Regions from separate parts of the Gasterosteus aculeatus genome. Here region 1 is linked to region 2. Evidence: chromatin contacts called from public Hi-C data. All regions are on one chromosome and are shown on one strand. The core of a region is the stretch at or near the end of the contact, and the rest is flanking DNA. Distances in the headings are between cores, read along the strand shown. Region 1 has its middle 23 kb from the start of LOC120823986. Region 2 overlaps adgrl2a (adhesion G protein-coupled receptor L2a).

What was found. Hi-C and Micro-C count contacts between places; a contact is called where the count stands out from the background.
Region 1: a Hi-C map of skeletal muscle shows a contact between it and region 2, with 1.7 times the contacts expected there. The contact joins two enhancer-like sites. A contact is called at or near these places in 2 of 6 Hi-C or Micro-C datasets (both in skeletal muscle).

Annotation. Positions count from the first base shown.
Region 1 is chr8:15,450,640-15,455,403 of fGasAcu3.hap1.1, forward strand. No RefSeq gene overlaps it. Among protein-coding and RNA genes, the nearest start is that of LOC120823986, 23 kb to the right of the region's middle. Within about 2 kb of position 2,257, at least 2 of the 9 cell types and tissues checked have open chromatin away from gene starts, as enhancers often do.
Region 2 is chr8:15,323,175-15,327,320 of fGasAcu3.hap1.1, forward strand. All of the region lies in intron 22 of adgrl2a (adhesion G protein-coupled receptor L2a), which reads left to right. Among protein-coding and RNA genes, the nearest start is that of adgrl2a, 86 kb to the left of the region's middle. Within about 2 kb of position 1,372, at least 1 of the 9 cell types and tissues checked has open chromatin away from gene starts, as enhancers often do.

The DNA of each region.
Region 1 (4,764 bases), core at 1,007-3,506, 130 kb after region 2:
CGCTGGATTATAGGCCGCCTGTCTCAGGACTCAGGGCGGCTTGACTCCTTGGCGACGCGGGCCTCGCGCCTTGTGTCCTGTAGTGGGAATTGTAGACGGAGAGCGAGAGGGATTTAAACAATTCAAGAGCACAGTCTCTTCAGGAAAAGGTTGGGCTTGTGAACAAGAGTTCATGCATTTTCAACAGCGATATCATTCGCGGGGAATGCAGTTCAGGTTTGTTTGACTGAATGCATTAAGTAACGAGAGGCTGCCATTTATTTAGATTGTGCAGTACGCTCCGTGTTGAAGGCCGTGCATGGCTGCGCTGTGGTTACGCAAGCAAAATAGCTTTGTCTGCATTTTGGATTTATTTTTTCAACACTATTTCATCCTCATTCCTCAAATTGTGCTCCACGGACGTGACCCTACATACTGCATTTCTTTACCAGCACTCTTAGACAGATTTGAATGTATGAATAAACCCATGCAATCACATCGCAGCGACATCTACAAAACTACAAGCACGTTTGTTTTCATAAATAACTTTCTTCACTTGTACAGCTGGGTTTTCTCACACATTTGTCCTTGTTTTTGTATTTTTCCGATAAGCTTGGCGAGTAAAGCGAATATTATCCAGCAGAGACGTTTTCCATTCCCCTGTTCCTTTTAGTTAATTGAATTGCTATGAATTTTGCTTTCACAGTGTTAGCACCACGGATATATGATGGCAGTCTTTAATAAAATGATTTCCATGGATGTTTGTCTCACTCATGGCTCTGTGTCGGGCTTTTAGGAAGAGACAGAGAAGGAGGCAGGCATAGAATGGCGGGGGGGGCAAGGGGGAAAAAAATGAAATTGATTAGTTTGCTAGGATGGAAAATGAAGACTTCATCAGGATCACTTTGTGCCGTCTTCACAATCAACTGTGAAACAATACAGCCTCCATTATGAGGACGGAGAGGAGGGACTGTCTGTGCACCTCTGCATAATATCTATGGGTTGTGCCACTGAAATGAAAGTGAAAGGGATCGGAGTGAGTGTGTATTAATGGGGTTTGCGTCACTTTCGCTCAGATCCTCCACAAGAGTTTTCTTCAATCCAAAAATCTGCCAGGACGTTTCTCCATCCTCCAGGAAGAGATCCAAATGAATTGTCACCACAAAGTAGAAGTTTATTCATCGTTAACATTTTTTGGGAAGGAAGTAGAAGCGGAGCCCTTCCGAGTGACAAATTTAATTAACACAGAAAACCCAAACATTTGGATTGTCAGTAAATGGAATTAGAAGTTTGTTTGAAAAAAAAAGAAAGGCTTACACATTAGTGCTTTTTATTTCATAAAAAGAGCCTAGTATTTTTTTTAGTTTTTATTGATCAACATTTAAAATTTGGATAGTTTTTACATTTCAAATGTGTGTAATGAATATTCAATCAGGTCAATTAACAAATAATGAACATTTTCAAGAACACTAGTGTCTCTTGGTAAAGAAAACTGAAAAAAACATATATAAAAACACATTTTAATGCAGCTGTTGTCAATTTACTTGAGGAAATTATGAAAAATGTTTAATTTTTCATGAGCTGTATTCACAAAAGTAGTTTGTAAGGAAAAAGACACCACAATACGGCTTCTTAACAATATCCCAATTGATTTAATTCCTTTTTCTCAGAATATCATTTTCTTTATAACTACAACCTAACTAGATCTATGTAGTCTGTTTATGCATTTACCATTAAGATGGCGCCTACCGTTCATTTTGTGAGATTTTGCAGCAATTTGTTAATCTACTTCACCAAATATGGCGAAATAGTGATATACCGAATATCTGTGTTTGTGTCTCTGTCACAGTCGGTCTATTGGTGGTTCACTTTATCCCTCTGAATCATTCCTTCAGCCATGTAGTCGCTGCTCTGTAAACCACAAAATGACCCTGAAATACATTTGATAAAAACGCATAGAAGGCATGAGACACTCAACAGATTAAAACATGATCAATAATTAAGTAAGAATTGACACATTTTTAAAAGCAAAAATAAAGATGTTGCCATGCAACTTATAAAATTGTCAATGAAATTTACAAGGCAATCACTAAAGACGTTGCAATATTCTCAATTTCTCTAAATGGGCCTCAGCTCATCATCCGTGTTAATAACACTGCAATACACAAGACCATCATCGAAAGGACATTTGGGAAGTTCCTATTATCATGGACAGTTGTGAGATTCAACTCAAGTCTCCAACCATGAGGGGAAGATACACACACCAAACTGGGGCACGTTGCAACAACCAATCATGACAGAGCACCAACAGCGAGGTGTCCAATCAGGAGCCTCCTCCAGGTCATGCTGACGAATCACTCAACTTTTTTTTTCCTCCCCTCCTTACTTATCTCTATGCCGATGGAGTATTCCGACTGCATGTGACAATGTCTGTATTGCCACAGTGTTGCTCTCCCCTCCTCTGGTTATTTTGGTACGGGAGAAAAACTGTGGCTGACTCCTGGAAGAAACCCTCTGGCGGCCGCTATTTATAGGGGAAAGGGACACAGTCACATTTGCATCTGGAGCTTATGAGAGACAGAAGGACTGAGAGGGAATGCGAGAGACGCATGACGGATACAGTAAATTGTTTGAGTAAATAATTCATCCAGTAACCCAAGTAATTTCTTTCCAGGACCAATAAAGGAAGAAAAGGGAAAAACAGAAGGAAGCCTGCTGGAGTGTAAGAGAGTCCAGATTCTCCTTTTCTTGCCCTTTTGAGTGAAAAAACCCACCTTGAAATAAGGCGGGCTGAGCCAAATTAAATTAAATCGATTTGGTTTCTCCTGCGCCTGCTTCTCCACAGTGTACACCGTATTATCCTCCATTTCCTGTGACACTGTCATGAGCTGTATGCATTACTCAGATCCTTATAAAAAATACTCCGGAGCTACGCTATCGATTCTTGCCCTTCAATAATTGAGCCGCCAAAGCAGAACAATGGGCGCCCCGTTGTTTCCAGTGGTGCCGTTGAAAGCAGCGGCCTGTAGGTGCACAGTGACTGCGAGATGTTCACAATGGCATCTGCAGAATCCAAGCATACTGTCTATGGATCCATACATGTTGTGTATGGATTCTGGCTCAGGCTGAGAGGACAATTCGTAGGTCGCCCCCCCCCACAAGCCACGGGCCTGAATGCTGATTAAATCCTGGATATTTTTAGGGTTGAGGTTGGATTTCTTGTAGAGAAAATGGAGAAAAGGGGGGGGGGGGAATAATAAAAAATGGTAATAAAATAAAATGGTTTTGATGGTTTAAACACGCTCTCACAGCCTGTGGTGGTTGACTCCGTTTGAACTTGCATGTCGAGGCGGGATGTGATCCGCATTAGGCTCAGAGCGCACAGAGGTCAAAGTCGGATGTAGCACGCAAACGCGATGCTCGCTACGTCACCGTGAGCATCACGTCGAGGCGAAGCGAAGCAGATCACAGCATCCAAATCTCTCCCCACAGACGCACGCACTACACAAGAGCCTGAGCGGTAGAGATTGTGTGAGCTCACTTTCCATCTGTGTTGGACGTCTCTAAACCGCCAGAATATCCAAGCGACCAACGAGGAGGCAGGTATTTGGTTGCGTTAGGGGTCACCGCCATATTAAGACAGCGTGATTAAAGAGAACGGCGTTGAGGTGTGAAAGGACTTGTGTTCTGAAAGCTTCCCAACGAGCCCATTTACGTCGCCATTTTTTTTTTTAGGGGGGGTGGAGGCTTAAGATATAAATATGTTAATGAATGTTTACCCCCCATTCAGAGCAAGGGCATTGGCGCATTGAGCGCGGCGAAGCTGAACAGCAGTTGTGTTGTTGGAAGGTGGGGGGGGGCAATGGGGAGGGAGGTAAGGAAGGAAGGGAGGGAGGCAGAGGGAGAAGTGGGGATAAAAAGACGAAGTATGGGAGGCGAGGAGGGGTGGGTGGGGCGTATACATTATTAACTACGACTTCATCACATGTTCCCAGTTTCTTGGGGACTTATTATTCCGAGGCGCTTTAATGAATAACAAGAAGAGAGGGCAGAGGGAGAGAAAGCGAAAGGGGGGGATTAATGAAGGGAGTGCAGCACCGCCACCAGCTGGCTCGCTCTGGTACTGCGCCACAAACCAGGATGCCTAGGAGAGGTGCATGCGCGTTGGGTGAAAATAGCCACAGAGGGCCACAACCTCTAAAGTGTCCCTGGCATTAGCATTTGACAAGGTCCCCGCCTGCCACGCTGCATATAGATTGGGATTTGCTTTGTCAAGGATACCTGTCAAGCGGATGCATGACAGCCAGATTTCATGAGCTCTGCGCAACAGCGAGGTTGAACATCGAGGCACTCTCCCACTGGGTGTGCATACGTGTGTGTGTGTGTGTGTGTGTGTGTGTGTGTGTGCGTGAAGGAGAGAGAGAGAGAATATGAATTGGAGCAAGTCTTTGATTTTGCAGGCATGTGTGTGCCTCCGTCCGTATGTGTTTGTGTTATTGCAAAAGAAAATTGGAGGTTCGCTGTATCCAAGGTGACCGCTGCCTCTCCTTATTTTTTTTTTATTTTTTCTTTAGAGTCAGGAGGGGGCTTTTCTGATCGCCAATGTCCTACTTTCACAAGTTTATCCGCTCACGTAAGAAGAATGGACATTACCGCGTAATTCCCTGCCATATTACTCACTGTCTGCTGGTCATTACCGATGCAGAAAAGGAGACAGGAAGAGAGAAAAGGAGAAACCAAAGGAAAGAAAAGCAGGCTTCCTTGTCTTTGGCCATGTAAAAGGTT
Region 2 (4,146 bases), core at 122-2,621:
TCCTGCAGACACAAACACATGGATGTCATGGCAGCAGCTGTTAGTTTTTTTTTTTCTATTTCTTTCCCACGACTTTCTTGTCATTTATCTTCATTTTAAATAGGCTCTGTGAGAGCGGCGCTTTTATCATGCCTCCTATACGATCAAAATCGCTCCCCCATAAATTTGGGACAAAGACAAACGTTGCTGTAAAATATTCTATTAGTTTTCCCCTTAATTTTTTACGTCTGCGTTCTTCAAGGAGGCGTGTTAGTCATAGCAGAACACATTTTTCCCTTATCTCCTCTCTCAATCATGGCGTGGCTAATATTTATCCTTAGTTCTGCTGTTTTCCATGACCTCCATGCGCTGAGAAATTCCTAACATGACCTCTGCAGCGGCTGTGTTATTCTTGAGCTGTTCTGCTAGTGGCCGGGGTCTCGCTGGGAACTGTCACTGTGACGGATGCCGAGTGCTGGGCTGCGGGCGAGCGCTGACCTTTGACAGCTTTGGGTACACAGGCTGCCAACTAACGGACAGAAAGTGTACCAACACAAATAAAAACTAAAACGAACAAAAAAAATCTTTTGAAAAAGCAGCTGTAGGCTAATCTACAAAAGTAAAAGCTATTTAATGCTTTTTCCATTTCATTTGCTGAACCCTTGCTCTCGCTAATTCGCAGTTGAGACTTTTGCTTTACGTTTTGTTGTTCTTTTGAGTGATTCTTCTTCATGTTACAATAAATCATTTTACTTTTTCTTTTGTACATCAGCTGCTCTTAGACCAGATAGCCTGAGCAGACAGACATGATGTGAGTTGTCTAAAGTGAGTCTTTTCACCTGCTGTGTGTGGTGATGGTGGAGTGCTGCTTGTGGGCTCCCCTTGTAGTGAGAACAAAGATGGCTGCCCCATGTTGATACATGAACACTTCCCCTCTCTGTCGTTGTCATCTTTTCCCATCTCTGTCTTTTTCGTTCCCTCGGCACATCCAACCTATTAGTTGCTAGACGACCTTTGAGTGTTGTAGCTTTCCCGTTTATGGCTTCATATGGCTTCGTGCACATCTACTTTTGCCCGGTGTGCTGTGATGGTGAATAGTGTTCCCAGTATAGTGTTCCCAGTATGTGTCTAATGTTGTTTGGGATCTTTTTTTTGGTTTTGTTGTCACATTTGTGGCGCACTAAAACACACAACGTTCTGCTTATTATGAAGCCATTTGTAAAAGCGGCAGTCAAAACGTACATGTGAGAAAATAAAATGATTTCTTATTGCATATAATGCATGCACATATATGTACGTACAGTACAAGTCAAACATTTGGACGCACTTTCTCATTAAATGATAAAATGTGTCCAAACATTTGACTGGCACTGTCTATATGTATGTATATACATATGTATACATGTGTATATATGTGTCTACATACAAGTATATATGTATGTGTATGTATATGTATATATATATATACATAACGGTGCCTAACTAACACATTTACAGCATGGCTTGGTTTCATTTGAGTTTCTATTTGAAACCGCATCCTAAACAGCATTAAACTCACTTTTTCTCCTTTGTATCATTGCTGTTAACTAATGTATCATCCCCTCACATGTCCCCCTCTTTCCAGGGCACTCACTGAACAATGCGGTGAGGGATACAAGTGCAATGGATACTCTACCGCTAAATGGTAACTTTAACAATAGCTACTCTCTCCGCAATGGGGATTTTGGCGACAGCGTGCAGGTGGTAGACTGCGGCCTCAGCCTGGACGATGCTGCCTTTGAGAAAATGATCATCTCTGAGCTAGTACACAACAACCTGCGTGCCTGTAACAAAAGCCACCACCATCAGCAGCAGCAGCAGCAGCAGCAGCAACAACAGCAGCAACAACAACAACAACAACAACAACAGCAGCAGCAGCAGCAGCAGCAGCAGCAACAACAGCAGCTGCAGCACCACAGCTTACATCATCCACCCCACCATCAGCAGCCCCCGCTGTACCACCGTCACCACCACACGGAGCGGGCTCCGCCCAAGGTGACAGTGGTCGTCGGCGGCAGCAGCAGCGAAGACGACGCCATCGTGGCCGATGCCTCCTCTTTGGTGCACGTGGGCGACACCGTGGGCCTCGAGCTGCACCATCAGCAGCAGCTGGAGGCGCCGCTGATCCCCGAGCGGACTCACTCGCTTCTGTACGCACCCCAGAAGAAGGTGAGGACCGATGGGGGAGTTGAAACCTTTGTCAGCCAACTGACACCCACCAACCCCGATGATAGTCTGCAGTCCCCAAACAGAGACTCCTTGTACACGAGTATGCCTAATCTGAGGGACTCTCCGTACCCTGAGAGCAGCCCCGACGTGGTAGAGGAGCTGTCCCCCTGCAAAGGGGGTGAGAATGAGGACGTTTATTACAAAAGCATGCCTAACTTAGGGGCTGGCCACCAGCTCCAAGCCTATTACCAGATAGGCCGAGGGGGCAGTGATGGTTACATTATTCCTATCGCTAAAGATGGCTGCTTCCCTGAAGGCGATGTACGGGAAGGACAGATGCAGTTGGTGACAAGCCTTTAAATTTTGGGCTATTTAAATCATCACAAAAAACTCCTATTGCCCTTTTGCAGCCCTGACCTCTTGAAGGACACACCAATGAATGGAAGATAAGTGATCGTTTTATTTTTGGAGAGAGCTAAGAAGCCCCGTCATGCACACTAGCCATTTGCAAACCCTTTTCCTCCAGCTGCGCTGCAATCTCCTCGCCCCTCAGACATCCTCCTACCTTCCCTGCACACCAACGGACTCGATGCACAGTGATGGCAGTGCAAAGTTTAAATGAGACTGTACATAAAATGCAGAGTAAAATTTCAATTTTAAGAGACAAGCCAACTATGTATTTAAATGTGCTGCTGCTGTTTAGAAAGGTTGAAGGTACAAAAATGTAAAAAAAAAAAAAAGGCAAAAAAAGACAAAAAAAACAAACATTACTGGCTCCATCATATCAGCAATTTCTCGGTCAAAAGGTTGTACATACACTTTCCAACATCCTTGTTGAAGCCTGTTTTCTATTATTATTATTATTATTATTGTAAACAAAACACCCCCCTGGACCAGGATGTGGACTAAAATGTTCCAGATCAGACTGTCAGAAAAGGAACATAAGCTCCTGGTTGCCCGGCGTCACTCCTCCACCTTGAAGTTTGGATTGTATAACCACTAGCAATCAAGCCCCTGGCCTTATATTTTCTCAACTGTACAATGAACTGTTGTCAAGGAAAATGGCTAAAATATATATTTTGTTGTATTGCTAGTGTAAAATAAAAAATCCTGGGAAGACGTTAATATGAAGAAACCTTTTAATTCAAAATTTAACGTTTGAAAAATTATTATGTGTAGGAGTTGCACATATGTTATACAGTGTGTTTATGGTTCAACACTTCTTTCATAATAGTGTGTTTGAACGTAAAGGTTTATGAAAAGAAAGGAGGATTCAACAAATTGATGCGTTATCACTTTCTTCCACTCGTGAACAGTGTTTTTTGCTTACTGAGTTCCATTGGTCGCGCATTTTGAATATATGTCTATATGATTTTGCCAAAGTGGCATCAGCTTCAATAGGATGGGAATGCAAATTCCCAGTTATAGCGGTTCATGCATTGCACATTTCCGTGTGTAAATCTGAATGGAATAGATCTTTTAAACAGTCACGGCAGAGTGATGGGCTTTTGACAAAAAAGTTTCTATCATAAATGTAGTTCTTCCGCCTGGGTTTGGACATTTTATTTATTAAAAATCTAATCCAAAAAATAAATGGGAAATGTGTGAATATTTTCCAGCACTGGTATACATGATGTACTGTAGCTCATGTTTTTTATGTAAACCTGTTACCTACCAGGTTCATCACTTAAGACTGATGTAAAGTTCAACACTTGTATAACAAATAAAATAAATGTGAGAAGTTTTGTCAAATGCCAGTTGCTTTTTAATGGTTTGTGTTTTAAGTACTATTTGAGAAAAACTAAAAAAGAGGTTCAATTATTTTGCTATGGACAAAAGACGCTTTTGACTCAGGTTATAAGTAAGTCCACAGCACCTTTAGAGGTAAAAATGGTGAATTATTTTCTGGGGCATTTATTGCTTATTGTTCTGCTTTTTATACAAGCGCTGCAGAGTAGA